Regions from separate parts of the Mus musculus genome. Here region 2 is linked to region 1. Evidence: chromatin contacts called from public Hi-C data. All regions are on one chromosome and are shown on one strand. The core of a region is the stretch at or near the end of the contact, and the rest is flanking DNA. Distances in the headings are between cores, read along the strand shown.

Region 1 (2,700 bases), core at 94-2,593:
TCATTCTGGTGTGACTTGCAAATGCAGAAATGAAACAGAAGCTTCAGGGGCTAATTGTCCCAGACACCACTGAGTTAGCCTGGGAGGTTTTTTTTTCCCCTTGTCTCTCACGGCTTGTGTCACAAGCCTGCACGCTCCACTTTATTTTGAGCTGTGGAGTAACGCTGCCTATCTCCACAGGGGGCCTGTAGTATCACCACCTCACACAACAAGCCTGAGGTGTGACCTTCTGAGGCTCTGCCCTGCTAGCCCTGCATTAAATCTGCAGGGAACTTGAAGCCTGGATGTGTGTGGTGGGGAGGGAGGGAGGGAGGCTGTCCCTAAAGAAGGGAAAAGATGCTGAAAACAGGAAAACAGTGGAAAAGAGCAAAGATAAATGTGACCCTACACACTGTAGGGTCAGGGGTGTAGCTCAGTCAGGAAAATGACTGCTTTAACACGCATGAAGGGGTTTTCTCGTCAGCACCACATAAACGGGAAGTGGCCGTACAGCTCTGTAATCCCAGCAGTTGGGAGGTACAGGCAGGAGGACCGGGAGATCAAGGTTAAGGGTACACAGTGAGTTCCAGGCTGGTAAGGCTATAAGAGACTCCATCAGGAGAAAGAGAGTAGGGCTTTGAAACCCATGAACGGGATCAGAGATGATGCGGCTGGTAAAGGCACTCGTTAGCAAACCTGATGACCTGGGTTTGTCTTGAGGAAGACAGGCTGGAGGGAGAGAACAGATCCCTGCAAGTTGTCCTCTGTCCGCCACAGGCGTGCCATGGCCCCCACTCCCCACCTACACTAAATAAACAGCAAAAGCAAACAAGCCATCAGATAAAACTCACATATAAATTAAACTTACTTTTAGATTTAGTTATTTTATGCGTATGGGTGTTTTCCCTGTCTGTGTGCTGTGTGCATGTCTGGTGCCCACAGAGGCCAGAAGAGGGCTCCAGATCTTCCAGGACTGGGGTCCCAGATGGTTGTGAGGCGCTATGTAGGTGGTAGGAATCTGACCTGGGCCCTTGGCATACTAGTTGGTGCTCTTACCCACTGAGCCAGCTCTGCAGCCTCCTGCCTGTAAACTAGGAGGGAGGGTGAGGCACTGCAGAGGGAAAGGGGAGGGAGGCCGCCCCACAGGGTTTCACTTCCAGGCTTGGGTCAACAGCAACTGCTTTGCTGGGCTGAAGGAAACCCTTCCACGGCTGAGTTGACAGGACAGGAATGACTCTACAGCCCAGTCATCTGGGGCTGGGATTTAGGGAAATGAAAACCAAAACTCTAGATGAAAGTGGCCAGATCACACAGCGAGCGAGCAAGCCAGCGAGCGGGCAACTGGACAGAGTTAAAGACACTCTGTTGGGTGACTCAGCCCGGGGGTATTTACCCAGGCTGCCCTCCCAGTCATCTCTGCCCTTTCACAGAGCATTTGCCAAAACCTTCCTGTTGCTAGGCCTTGCTCCTCAAATGAGTCAGCCAGGGGTTGGACCCACAACCAGGCTCAGAAGGAAGTTCTAGGCTCTTCCAAGGCTGAAATTTGCAAATTACCCAGCTGTGACATTTGAATTTCTAGCACCTAGACACACACACACACACACACACACACACACACACACACACACATATTTTGTATCTGTCACTCTGAGCATGTTTCATTCACAAGTCTGTGTCATGTAGGAAATCTAGGTTATTGTCCAAAGGGCTTATTAAATCAAATGCAAAATCAGTGCCCCCCCCCACCTTTTTTTTTTTTTTTTGCATTTAAAGAAATCCTTTAAGCCTGCAGGCTACTGGTATAGCCCTTACCTCCTGTCACAGTTAGCTTCAGCTGTCAACTTGACATAAACCTAGAGTCACCTGGGATGAGGAAGCCTCAAGTACAGAACTGCCTCCATCAGACTGGACTATGGGCATGTCTGTATGGCATTTTCTTGATTGCTAATTGATGTAGGGATGTAGGAAGACACAGCTCTTTATAGGTCGAGCCACCTCTCTACAGTGGGCTCAGGCCAGACCAGAAAGCTACCTGAGCAAGGCAGGAGGCAGCCTTCCCAAGCTCCCTGCCTTGCCTTGCTTAGATGATAGGCTGCGACCTAGGAGAAACTCAGTGTTTTACTCCCCTGGATTGCTTGTGGTCACGACGGTGTTAATCACAGTCGTGGAGGATAAACATGGACTTCTCGTTAGCTACATGAGAACCTGGATTCGGTCCCCAGCTCTGCAGAAGATAAAATAACAATCTTTACAAAGTGCTGTGCAGATAGACACCTGCAATTAAAACACAGCCAATCAAGAAACAACTAAAAAAAAAAACAAAAACAAAAAAACCTACATTACACATGGAAATGATGTGTAAACTGAGAGAAAAATAATCGGCATAGAACTTCCATGTTATCTGGGATTTCAGTGACATTGGTTTTAAATTTTTATTTTTAAAAGCGTGGCTTTGCTGGGCAGTGGCGGCACACGCCTTTAATCCCACCACTCAGGAGGCAGAGGCAGGCAGAGTTCAAGGCCAGCCTGCTTTACAGAGTGACTTTCCAGGACAGCCAAGGGTATACACAGAGAGACCCTGTCTTGAAAAAACAAAGAAACTAACAAATACACCAAAACAAAACAAATCAACAATTAAAAAAATAAAACAAAACCAAATAACCACAAAAGCAAGGCTCAAGCTACCATTGCTAACCCATGCCTTTAGTCCCAGTGTCCTGA
Region 2 (2,700 bases), core at 20-2,519, 82 kb before region 1:
GATGAAATGGAGAGAGAGGGAGAGGGAGAGATAGAGTGTGTGTGTGTGTGTGTGTGTGTGTGTGTGTGTGTGTGTGTGTGAGAGCGCGCACGCGCACGCGTGGGGGGCCAAGGGGAGGAGGCGTGAAAACTAAGTCTTCCTGAGCACACCCCTTTTGCTACTACAAGGGCACCCGGCAATCACATTTGCAGTAGTAAAAAATGCCGAGGAATCGACAGCCCCTCTGCTCCCACAGCCGCTGCCGCTGGCCTCTTCTACAAAGCCTTTATGGCTATCAGGAAATTCTTCAGGGGTTAAATGGGGAAAACTGGGCACTACCACTGTTGCAATAAATAAATGAATGAACCAGAACGAACCGGTGGACTATCCCTGGGAAGCAAGTGTCTGATTTTTCTACAATTACAGATGGTAGCCGGCAACCATATAAAAATTTTTTTTAGATCCTATTTTACCTTTTGATGTGTATGTGTGTACATCATAGAGACACACATGCACCTATTTAAAAAGCAGCATAGTGCCCTGTACACACACACACACACACACACACACACACATCCATACCTTGAAAATATTTTTAGCATTATATATTTCGATGAAAACACAGATCACTTTAAAAAAAAAACTGGTTATGCCAGCAACTCATCTCAAAGCCTTATATTCTGCATATACAGCATATACAACACACAATCACACATACACACAAAATTACACATACACACATACACACACACAAAGGTTTTTTTTTCCCCCTATGCCATAGACAATGCTAAATATCTAAGATCAGGTTGCTATGCCAACAGAATTTTTTTTTTCCCTGAAATGAATAAAATTATTTGGAGGGAGACAACATCCCTGGCTTCTTTTCCTCCCATGCATGAAGCTGAGGGAGGCTCAGGGAGGGCCGGAGGCTGCCAGACAGGGAGGAGGGGAAGGCAGGGAAGGTGGGTAGGGAGGACCAGCTTACCAAAGACGCGGATTTGATCGTGGCAAAGCGCTCTCGGTTCCGATAGTGGAGGGCCCGGCTCTGAACTGACTGGGTAGGCCGCGGCTCAGGCCTGGGATCGCCGTGGCCCGCCTCATCCCTTACGAATACATGATCCTGCAGAAATGGATGAAGAGAAGGAGAAAGTCCAGCTGCGCTCTTTCCTCGCCGGCTGCCTCTCTCTCACCCCTCTTTCTGAACAAGCACCGCTGTTTGAAATGCATAGTTCAGCTCTCTGCTAGTCCCCGCAGCTCCCACGGTATAAAACGAATAAGCGACACATTGCAGCCTTCAGTTAGGAGTGTCAGCTGATCGCTAGTAGGATGCCTTCTGACTCCCCGGCAGGCTTCTTCCCCCCTTTACCTCCGGAATTACATATATGCAAAAGCAAAGAGGAAGAGGAGAGAGACTGGCGCGGACGGACGCCTCAGAGCCGTCTGCTTAAAACGCGGTGACCAGATAATTCCTTTAAAAATGTCATGTCCATGTCTGGCGGGGAGGATGCTGGTGGCTTTTAACATAAAAGCGAGCCTCCGCCTCATTCCCTTGAAAGAGCTGCGTTGTCAATTGAATTGGATTTGTGAGCTGGTCGGTGGGGTCATCCTTCTTCTGGGGGGGTGGGGTGGGGGGATCAGGGGAAGCTTGTGGCGAGCCGCCTCTCTGTCTTGTGCTGGGAAGATTCGGCAGTCACTGAGGGATCCTGCTTTCCAGTCATGATCGTACACAGTTCTAGCACCTTCTCTCTACAGCTTCTGAAAGGATTTTTTTTTTTTTTTTTAGATTTAAAGAGACAGGCGTACAATTCCAAACCAAATGATACTTGGGCAAATGGTTCCTCAACTCAGTGTCGGTATGCCAGCAGACTGAGCGAGGCTGGGATTTAATGTCCTTGACTGATTTAATCGAGTCCTGTGCTTTCTTGATGACCAAAGATGATTAATAACATTCAAACGCCCCGTGGGAAAAAAAATAACATGCCCTGGATGGATGATGATGCGTGTTCCTTAAATGCAGCTGAGACGCCTTCTAAAGGAACGATGTTTTTAGAGGGCCATGCCCCCTCTGTACAGAACGAGATGGTCACTGTGTCGGCAGTGCCAACCCTTCAGAAAATTAACACAATGCCCCCTCCCCAACTCCCACCCCCACCAATACTCTGGCAATTTGTAGCTCAAAACCATGTTCAGTGGTGGGGGATTTTTAAATAGCACATGCTCAGATGGGGAAGGAGAAATCAATTTTTTATCCCCCAGGGTTTTAGGAGAAACCATTTGTTTGCATTTTCTCCAGGAGTACCTGAAAATTAAAAAAAAAAAAAACAACAACCCCCCCCCAAACATATAATTGCCCTTTCATTATAAAACAAGGGCCAAAGAGATTCAGAAAATACAAAATTATATCATTTATCTATAAATTAAAAAATATCAAAATGTGTTGATTTTTTGAGGGAAATGAAACATTATAACCAGGTTTTGATGTGAAAGCCGCCATCCGAGATTACATCCATCACAACGCTGTTTCCTTTTGTAAATCTAAGTGTTTTGATATGGAGGGAGGTGTGTCTTCACACCTGTGTCTAGACTTTCCATTTCTATATTGAAGTTCAAAGAATGAAAAAGATCTTTACATTTTAAAATCACATTTGCGTGTGTGTGTGTGTGTGTGTGTGTGTGTGTGTGTACTCGCGAGTGCGCTCGCATGCTCTCGCACATGTGGAG

The links. Hi-C and Micro-C count contacts between places; a contact is called where the count stands out from the background.
Region 2: a Hi-C map of the C2C12 cell line shows a contact between it and region 1, with 1.9 times the contacts expected there. The contact joins two enhancer-like sites. A contact is called at or near these places in 1 of 15 datasets of contacts at CTCF or cohesin (the NIH/3T3 cell line), 8 of 484 Hi-C or Micro-C datasets (the C2C12 cell line, the N1E-115 cell line, cerebral cortex and 4 more), 3 of 115 datasets of contacts at active chromatin or transcription factors (the NIH/3T3 cell line, embryonic stem cells and stem cell-derived neural progenitor cells) and 4 of 9 other capture datasets (adipose tissue, embryonic stem cells, liver and 1 more).

The regions. Positions count from the first base shown.
Region 1 is chr5:117,157,359-117,160,058 of GRCm38.p6, reverse strand. The region is part of intron 1 of Taok3 (TAO kinase 3); the gene reads right to left. Among named protein-coding and RNA genes, the nearest start is that of Taok3, 39 kb to the right of the region's middle. Within about 2 kb of position 1,343, at least 201 of the 459 cell types and tissues checked have an H3K27ac peak or open chromatin away from gene starts, as enhancers often do. A contact at or near this core is called in the C2C12 cell line, muscle stem cells and pancreatic islet, where this site is marked.
Region 2 is chr5:117,239,495-117,242,194 of GRCm38.p6, reverse strand. Taok3 (TAO kinase 3) reads right to left here. Exons shown (of 21, transcript NM_001199685.1): 14 at 965-1,099. Among named protein-coding and RNA genes, the nearest start is that of Pebp1, 47 kb to the left of the region's middle. Within about 2 kb of position 1,269, at least 107 of the 459 cell types and tissues checked have an H3K27ac peak or open chromatin away from gene starts, as enhancers often do. A contact at or near this core is called in the C2C12 cell line, muscle stem cells and pancreatic islet, where this site is marked.